2 separate regions of the Mus musculus genome follow, and region 1 is linked to region 2. A link is a contact called in public promoter capture Hi-C data. All regions are on one chromosome and are shown on one strand. Each heading gives the region's core, a stretch centred on a gene start, on an enhancer-like site or on the middle of the called end of the contact. The rest is flanking DNA. Distances are from core to core; before and after follow the strand shown.

What was found. Promoter capture Hi-C pulls out the DNA fragments that hold promoters and counts their contacts.
Region 1: a contact with region 2 is called in a promoter capture Hi-C map of liver, with 4 times the contacts expected there. The contact joins the promoter of Ccdc62 here to the promoter of Hectd4 in region 2. A contact is called at or near these places in 2 of 39 promoter capture datasets (liver and pre-B cells).

Annotation. Positions count from the first base shown.
Region 1 is chr5:123,928,445-123,932,961 of GRCm38.p6, forward strand. It overlaps Ccdc62 (coiled-coil domain containing 62), which reads left to right and starts at 2,245. Exons shown (of 13, transcript NM_001134767.1): 1 at 2,245-2,416. The coding sequence starts at 2,255. Denr (density-regulated protein) reads left to right here. Exons shown (of 8, transcript NM_026603.4): 8 at 1-388.
Region 2 is chr5:121,218,182-121,222,781 of GRCm38.p6, forward strand. Hectd4 (HECT domain E3 ubiquitin protein ligase 4) reads left to right here and starts at 2,038. Exons shown (of 76, transcript NM_181421.4): 1 at 2,038-2,476. The coding sequence starts at 2,291.

The DNA.
Region 1 (4,517 bases), core at 995-3,494, 2.7 Mb after region 2:
ATATGTAGCTGGGCAGAAGTGCTTACCTACCATGCTTGTAGCGTCACAAACACAAGTTGTTAAAGATTCCTTCAAGAATGTAGAGTCCACGAAATCATTATGTGAAAACATCCTTCCTTGAATGAAAGGATGCTTTTTTTGTTTGCTTTAAAGTCTTAGAATAAAATGTGTAATAAAGATGTGAAGTTAAGGGCTACAGAGATGGCTCAGAGGTTAAGAGCACTGACTGCTCTTCCAGAGGACCTGAGTTCAATTTCCAGCAACCACATGGTGGCTCACAACCATCTGTAATGAGATCTGGTGCCCTCTTCTGACATGCAGATATATATGCAGAACACTGTATATAATAAATAAATATTAAAAAAAAATAAGAGTGAAGTTAAAAATGAAATTCTTCGCTAACTGAATTTGGCTAAGTGGGGACATTTGGCAAATCAAGTGCACCAGTCATGGCTATCCAGTGTGTATTCTGGTGGTGGTTTCTTGGTGCTGTAAGAGTCCTGGTATAGGTACTACACCCTCGGTGTTCATGGAAGACAGGTCAGTGTCCACAGACTGTGCCCCCTTTGGGTACGATGCCAACAGAAGCTAGAAGAACCTGTAGGGGCCCCTGAAGCTGGAGTTAAAGGTGGCTGTGAGCTGCCTGCCCATTTGCATGCTGGGAATGGCACTTAGCACTGTTAACCACTGAGACCATCTCTCCAGACCTGAAACAGTTCTTGAAAAATGCATTTTCAACCCTTATCCTTATCATCAGCAGGTGTTACTGCTAGAAAGTAGTCTAAAATTGCCCTTATTGATAATGTGACTTTTTTCCTTTCACTTGAAATTTAACCTTCCCCCTAGTTTTAAAGGTTGATTTTAATTCTAATTGTCATAATCTTGTTTTGTTTTGGGTTTGGGTTGTCTTAGAGCTTGCTCTGTAGACCAGGCTGGCCTTGAACTAGGACCTCTGACTCCGGAGATTTAAGGATTTAAGGTGTGATCAACACCTGGCTAGTTTTTTAATCTTTTTGCTTTTTCATTTGCTACTTTTTAGTTTTTCGAGACAGGGTTTCTCTGTGTAGCCCTTGCTGTCCTGGAACTCACTCTGTAGATACCAGGCTGGCCTTGAACTCAGAAATCCGCCTGCCTCTGCTTTCTGAGTGCCGGGATTAAAGGTGTGCGCCACTCATTTGCTACATTTTTATTAGGTCTGTAGCATGTGGTAAAGAGTTTGCATCCTGATGGTGACAGAGATTCGATCCCTAGCACACATATAATTTTAAGTTCATTTATTTTGGTGTGAGTGTGTGTTGGTGTGCAGAGATAAAACAACTTTGAATTCTCTCCTTCCACTGTGGAATCCTAGGATAATTCTCAGGTGGTCAGGCCTGGGTGGAAATAGCTCTTAGGGTCCAGGGTTATTCTGCTTGCCCCCACCCCCTTCTGACTCCCTAACAACCATAAAACGAAAGGCCGAAATCCTAGAGCCTGGGAAGAGGATGGCTGGATAGCCCTTCTGGCATAAGTGGTGGACCTGCCTCAAAGGTGATGATGGAAGGCCTCTGGAGGGAGACTCTGGAAGTTGCACTGATGCGGGAATGCACAAACATGGAAATAATGAGACCCAGAATTCCCGTAGGTCTCCGTCGTTTCTCCGCGGGATCCAGCAGTATTATGGTAAATGTGGCTGGAGAGATGGCTCAGTGGTTAAGAGCACTCACTGCTCTTCTGAAGGTCCTGAGTTCAATTCCCAGCAACCACGTGGTGGCTCACAACCATCCGTAATGAGATCTGACGCCCTCTTCTGGGGCGTCTGGAGACAGCTACAGTGTACTTACATATAGTAAATATATTATATATATTAATGATATAATTACTAAAATATCTTTTTAAAAAATAATAACATGTCACGGTTCTCATCACTACTAAGAGCAGATCGATGATCGATTGACTGGCAGACCCTCTGTCTCCAATGATCTTGGTTCAGACCAGTGCTGAGAGCCCGGCCCGGTTCTTCAGACTAAACATCCACAGGGAGGGACCCAGGATCACTGGGACCTAGAAACGGCTTTTAATTCACTTCGTCTTTCCCGCTGCGACGCTCTGGGAACCTTAGAGGGGCCGAAGGCTTCCGGCGTGGGAATGAATATAGGTTCACGTTCTTGATCCGCGAGCGAGCACAGGCGCAAGTCTCGCGAGAGCATCACTCCTGCGCAACGTCCGAGTGCGGCCCGCCGGCTGGCCCGGCGGTTTGAGTGCGCATGCGCGCATGCGTAGCTCTGAGGGCGCGCCGTCCTGGGCTGTGGCTTTGCCCCCGCCGCTGCGGCCGTGCGCCTATGGCGTCTCGGAGGTGACCCGCTGCTGGCACCAACTCTCTCTGGGGGCGGGGGAGTCATCCATGAACCCTTCGGCGACCTTATACCGGCGCCAGGTGAGCGCCGCCGCCCCGGGACAGGGCGCCGAGAGGCCGGCCCTAGCTGGGACCCAGCGACGAGGCACGAGCACCGGAGCGCTGCTGTTGAACGTTGGCAGGGACATTGCCCTCCCTCGCTTATTTAACAGTAGCCTAGCGAGTGGACCGACTTCTTCCTTCCCATTGACAGTCTCGAAAGTGAATTTGCCCAAGGATTGCACTTAACGTATCAGTGTAGGGTGACACGAACACTTTTTGTATGATGGGTTTATTACCTGGTTACCTCCACTGAGCCCCGTCCCCCCCTCCCCCCGCTGCCACCCCTAATAGACTGGAATCCAGGTACTGTGACTTGGAATTCCAAGTTCTTTTGTGTGTGTATTTAGGTACTAGTAACTGAAAGTCATTATAAGTCTTTTTCAAAGTACTGTCCGAAATCATATACATGACTGCCCTATGAACTTGTCGTGCCCTCCACGCCCTGGGTAGACCATGCTGGCATCGCTCTGAACTCCCCCTGCCTCCTGAGTTCTGAGAATATCCGTGTGAGCCGTCATATCCCAACGTTAAATATCTTTAACTTGGGGGCTACGCTTAGCTTGGTGGTAGAGTTGTCTTGCACGCATGGGGCGAGTTCAGTCCCCACCTTTCCTACACAAAAACAGAACATAATTCTGTACCGTATGGTTTGGTTTGGTTTTTGGTTTTTCAAGACAGGGTTTCTCTGTATAGCCCTGGCTGTCCTGGAACTCACTCTGTAGACCAGGCTGGCCTCGAACTCAGAAATCCGACACCTGCCTCTGCCTCCCAAGTGCTGGGATTAAAGGCATGTGCCACCACGCCCGGCTGGCATCTGAGTTCTGTGAGTTCAAGGCCAGTTTGCAAAACTGACAGGGCTGCATAGCAAGGCCCTGTCTAACTGTAACTAATAATAATAATGATAGCTAATGCTGAGTGATTACTATACTCCAGGCACTTATGACGACTATAGGTCTGTAATTCCAGCTATTGTGGAGTCTGGAAATTTCAAGGACTCAGAGTGAGCCCCTGGGCAAGGCAATTTAGTGAGACTAAGTCTCAAAAGGTTATTTCCATAAAAGGCTGTGGAGGTTAGAGAGATGGTTTGATGGTTGGTTAAGAGAACCGTTTGCTCTTCCAAAAGACCTAGGTTTGATTCCCAGGGCCCCCCTATTGTTACTCATTAATGTCAGCAGTTCTGATAGCAACTTCCAACCTCCACAGGCACTGAGCCTGCAAGATACACAGATGAACACGCAGTAAAGCACTCATACACAGAAGTAACAATAATTAACAAATGCTGTAGATATTGCTCAGTGATAGGGCATTTGTCTAAGAGTACTGCCGTTACCCTTTTACGGGTAAAGACTGAGAGTGGGAGATGCCAGGTAACCTCATTAAGGTTATATAACCATGATGTGGCCAACTCCAGATTCAGGTTGATAGGACGTGACATACATTGGACTTTAAAACGGTTAGTCACAACCAGATGCTGGTGGTACACGTCTTTAATCCCAGCCCTTGGGAGACAAAGGCAGGCGGATGTCTTGAGTTCAAGGCCAGCCTGGTCAACAGAACAAGTTCTAGAGCAGCCAGGGCTCTACAGAGAAGTTCTTTCAAAAACACAACAACAACATAGTGATAATAATAACCAAGAAAGATTATAGGTAATTTTTGTCTTGTAAGCACCACCATGCCTGGCCTATTGTTTAAATTATGTGTGTGTATGTGTGTGTGGGTGTGTGTGTGTGGGGGGTGTATATGACATGTAATGTAGACGTAGCACATGCGTACATGCAGAAGTCTGAGCACAGCTTTGGGAAGCTGGTAACTTCTTTCCCTCCAACTGTTACCTGGGTTCCGGGCATTGACTCGTATTGCCAGGCTGTAAGGCAAGCACTTTTATATACTGAACCCTCCCACCCTTTCTTAAGATTTATTTTTTTCTTTTATATATGTGTGTGTGTGTTTTGCCTGTACGTTTGTCTGTACCCCATGTGTGTGCCTGGTGCTCAAGGAGGCCAAAAGAGCATCAGATCCCCTGGAACTAGAGTTTTGAGCTGCTATGTGGGGACTAAGAATCAAACCTATGTCCTCTGGA
Region 2 (4,600 bases), core at 788-3,287:
AGCCCTCGATCAGAGATTTTTTTTTTATCTTGCTCCAAACTACAGGAATAAAATCCATTTTAAAAATTCCCACCAAATAGACTTATTTCCAGAGGGGGTTCTATAAATATTAATTCTTCAGCTGCCTCATCAAGGTATGCTGCAAATTAATTACCATTGTTCAATTATTAAATAATCATTCATTATTCAGTCTAAAGACATTAAGGCCTGGGCGTGGACTGTTTTCACTGATTGGGGAGGGGGACGAGAGTTTATGGACCTCTTGATTTCTGATCTTAAACTATGAACACAAAATCTTTGAGCCACCAAAGCTGGGCGTTGAGAGTTTGACACCTGAACAGTTTGCTTGTTTAGCGGGTGTGAGTAAAAGGAATGAAGGGGTTCCCCTACAGCCCAAATAAGGGGGCCAGGGGTATAGAGGAATCACTCAGGCCTGGGTTCAAATCTAAGATTTGGTGTTTCCTGGCTTTGTGACACTGAGGAGACAATGAGACTTGAACCTCGCCTTGCCAGCTAATGCTGGGGCTGTGTCTAAGCTGTGACAAAGCTCCTGAGAGGATGGACTTACAGATTAGAGAGGGTTCAGCCTGCTTGGCTGGCTCTATTGCTTTTAGCCCTCTGCTGGGTCAGGACACCATGGTGATAGGAGGGTGTGGAGGAGGAAAACACTCACCTTGTGCTGGCTAGCCCAGATTGGGGTTGGAGAACGGACTGGGGAGTAGACAGGAGCCTTCTGCTTCCATATCTCCCACTAGGACCCAACCATGTTAGCCATTACCTCTCAGTAGCCAAATAAGTTTGGAATGAATCACTCAGTCCATCCCTAGATGAGGTCAGAGCACTGCTGACCCCAACACCACCTCAAGCTCCACCTCCAGACACAGCGAGTTCCAGGACAGCCAGAACTACACAGAGAAACCCTGTCTTGAAAAAACAAAACAATTGGTATAGCATTGGAAATGTAAATGAGCTAAATACCTAATAAAAAATGGAAAAAAAAAAGAAAAAACAAAACAAAACAAAACAAAACAAAAAAAACAGGAGCCAGGAGGAAAGCATTGCTTTTGTTTACTTTTAATTTTTAATTTTTAATTTTTTTTATGTGTTTGACTGTTTCCTTTATGTATGTCTGTGTGCCACATCTGTGTAATGATGGAGACGGAGACCTGAAGAGGATGTGAGGTCCCTTGGGACTGAAACTCAGGTCCCTTGGGACTGAAGTTATAAAAGGTGTGAGCTGCCCTCTGAGTGCTGGGAATTGAACCCCAGCCCTCTGGAAGAGCAACCAGTGTCAACCTGTCAATCATTTCTCCAGCCTAACAGCAATTGTTGATAGATACTTTATTTTCATCAGATGTCAGTTGCTTCTTTGTACTCTTTTTTTCCCCAGTAAATATTAACCATCTGCTGTGAGTTTTACCAAGTTCTCATGACCAAGCCTATTATATACCAGCCTTTAGTATTTTATAAATTTTATGTATTTTTTCAGATACGGAGCCTACATAGGCCTGGGTGGCCTGGAGCATCTTATGTAGCCCAGGTTGGCCTGAAACTTGATATGTAGACCAGGCTACCTGCAACTTGCAATGGTACTCCCACTTCTGTCTTCCAAGTACTGGAACAACTGGCAACCCCCACCAGGTTTGTTTACTTATAGTGCTGTAAATGGAACATAGGACCTCAGGCATTCTAGGCTAACCCTCTAAGACTGAACTATTCAAGATCTTAGAGAAGACATCTGAACCTATCTCATTTAAAAGATAACAGTGTTGACCCTCCATAATCCTTCCAGAATGAGCTCTGGCCTGAGCAACCGGTGCACACCGGAGTAAGGAGGAAAGGGGACCAGGGTGGTCTTCTCCCGGAGCCTTAGACTTCCTCAGATAGCATGGGAAGCAGGGGTGCCCAAGAGGCCATGCCTCTGAGCGCCTTGCAGCTGGGTTATAAAGCCTCGCCGGGCTGTGGGCGGGGCTAGACGGACAGGAGGGAGGAGCCTGTATTGTCCACCCCGCGGGGCATGCCGGGAACCCCGCCCCCAAGATGGCGTCTTACTGACAGTTGGCTGCGGAGCGGCAGAGGCGGATCCTGCTCGTCAGGGCGGCGGCGGCGGCGGCGGCGGCGGGGCCGGGGGTCTCCCGGGCCGGGGTTGGCGTGCGGAGGGGGATGGCGGCGCGGAACGCCTAGGGCGGAGCCGCGCGGGCGAGGCGGGCGCAGCAGGCGCGGCGGGCGCGGCGGTCGGCCATGGGTTGCTGAGGCGGCGGCGGCGGCTCTGCAGCGCCTTCTCTTAGCCATGGGCTCGTCGGCCGCGGCGGCGGCAGCTGCAGCGGCGGCGGCGGCGGCGGCGGACTCGGCGCAGTGGCTCTCGGTGAAGGAGGAGACCATCTTTCTGCACGACGGACTCATCCGGGTCACCGACCTGGCCGAGCTGCCCAGCGAGATCCTCGGCGCCCCGGAGGCCGCCGACACCGACCTGGAGGTGAGTGAGGTTCCCCGGGAGGCCGCCGCAGGTGTGTGGGATCCCGGAGAGCATCTTCGGGCCGCGCGGCCCGGAGACCCGGAGCTACGGCAGCCGCCGCCCGGCTGCTCCCCTTCCCCCCACCACGCAACCGGGAGCCTCTTGGAGGGCGCGCCCAGGTGCCTGTGCTCCGGAGACCTTTTGTATTTTGAACGCTCGCACGGACTCTGCTTCTTTTATCACAGTCCCAGCTCGGTGTTGATTTTGTATGCGTGTGTGTGTGTGTGTGTGTGTGTGTGTGTGTGCACGCGCGCGCGCCTGCCTGTGTGTTGGAGGGAGCCCGGAGTGACAGCTGCCAGGGCTTCCTTCCTCCACCATAAGCAATTCTGCAACCTGTCTGTGCAGTGCCTCGGATTGACTTGACACCCGCGCCTTTGTCAGGCCAGCCGGGGGTGGGGTGGGGTGGGGTGGGGTGGGGTGGGGGTTTGGACAGCGAGAAAGGGGATGCTACACCGCGGCCTGGGAAGGTTCAAGGGCGGGCGTGAGCGAGTATATGTGTGTGTGTGTGTGTGTGTGTGTGTACGCGTGCGCGCGCCTCGGGGGTCTCTCTCTCTCTTTCCCCCTCCCCCCCCCCCCAGTCTAGGAGCGGTGGCAGGTGCAGCAGCCAGTCTCAGCAGTTGTGGTGTCGTCCCCCCCCCCCACCACCCCGCAAAACCCATCCACCCCAAGGAAACCAAATGTGAATATGGTGGATGGGAACTTTCCACCGACTGCGCTCAGTTTTCGCATTTGCCTAGAAGTGGGAATGTTGGACTGTGGTGTTTTCATCCAGGCCAGGTGGCTGTTGACCCCCGCTTCCCCGTGGAGTGTGGTGAAATTCGTATTGTCGCAGGGAGGGGGGGTCCCTGGGGTACACCGCAGACGGGAGGGCCTCCTACACTGGGAATCTTTTGTTTTGCGGTTTTCCATATACTCTGGTATTCAGTACCACCGGCATTTATAGGCATGGGGTAAAATCCCATTGCTGTGCGTTTCTGGAAGCAGCATGGATCTGATCGCGTTCAGCGAGACTTTGGGACATGCTCGAGATGCGAATGCGGTCCGCTGTTGTTTGTGTCTGGCTTTGAGGTTGCTTCAGAATTTCCGACTGTGAACTCTTAATTGGCATATTTTACAGTCTAGCCACGATAATATGGGAGTCGATAGAGAATCCCTAACGTGGAATCATAATACATTTATGTTTTATTTGAGCCTATTCTATAAAAAGCAAGGTGTGTCTGAGTTAACCACCTGAAAACTGCAGGGCTCTGATGGTATGATGGTAGACTCTTTATTTAATGGGCGCTGCTGTGGAAAGTGGAAAGTGGATGGTGCTCTTTGTTCCTTAGAGACTAACCTAAATTTCTTGAACCCAGACCGTTTGATGTATTCGGATTAGAAGAGGGTATTTTTAAAAACCAAGTTATTCAGTTAACATTACTAAAATGTTTACTGTCTCTGTCCTGAGTGACACATACAGCTAAGGAAAGACTATGGCCGAGTAGATTAAGTCTTCTCAAAAAGGAACGGTCGTGAGTGATACACACTGGGACCAGCAGGAATAGAGCTGTTTTGTTTTTAGTCTTTTCCAGTTACAGACTACAGTATCTAGAGAAGTAAGTAGTCTGCTAGTCACACACTTACCTAGTTAATAATAATTCTTAACTGTATCCATTCTGTCAGATGCTATCTTGTTAAAGTCTCAAAGAACTCTAGAAGGTAAATCTTGTTACTTGTTGCAACAGTTGTATCCATTGTGCAGATGTAGCAAGAGCCGAGCAGAGCAAATGTGCAGTTTGCTCAAGATCTTTAATTTTTTGAGACAGGGTCTCACTGAATAACCCTGGCCCGGATGCTATGAAATCCAGGCTGGCCTGGAATTCATAGAAATCTGCTTGTCTCTGACTCCCAGGTGTTGGGAGTAAAGGTGTGCACACCACACTCATCCTTAAATAGTTTTTTAATACTTAGGATTAATTTACAGGGATGCTGGGAATCTAAATTGGATCCCTTTAACTGCCCATCTATCTGTCTAGCCCTTAACTCAGCCTCTCATGCTGCACAGCAAGCACCTCTTCCACAGAACCATTTTTCCTAACTCCACTC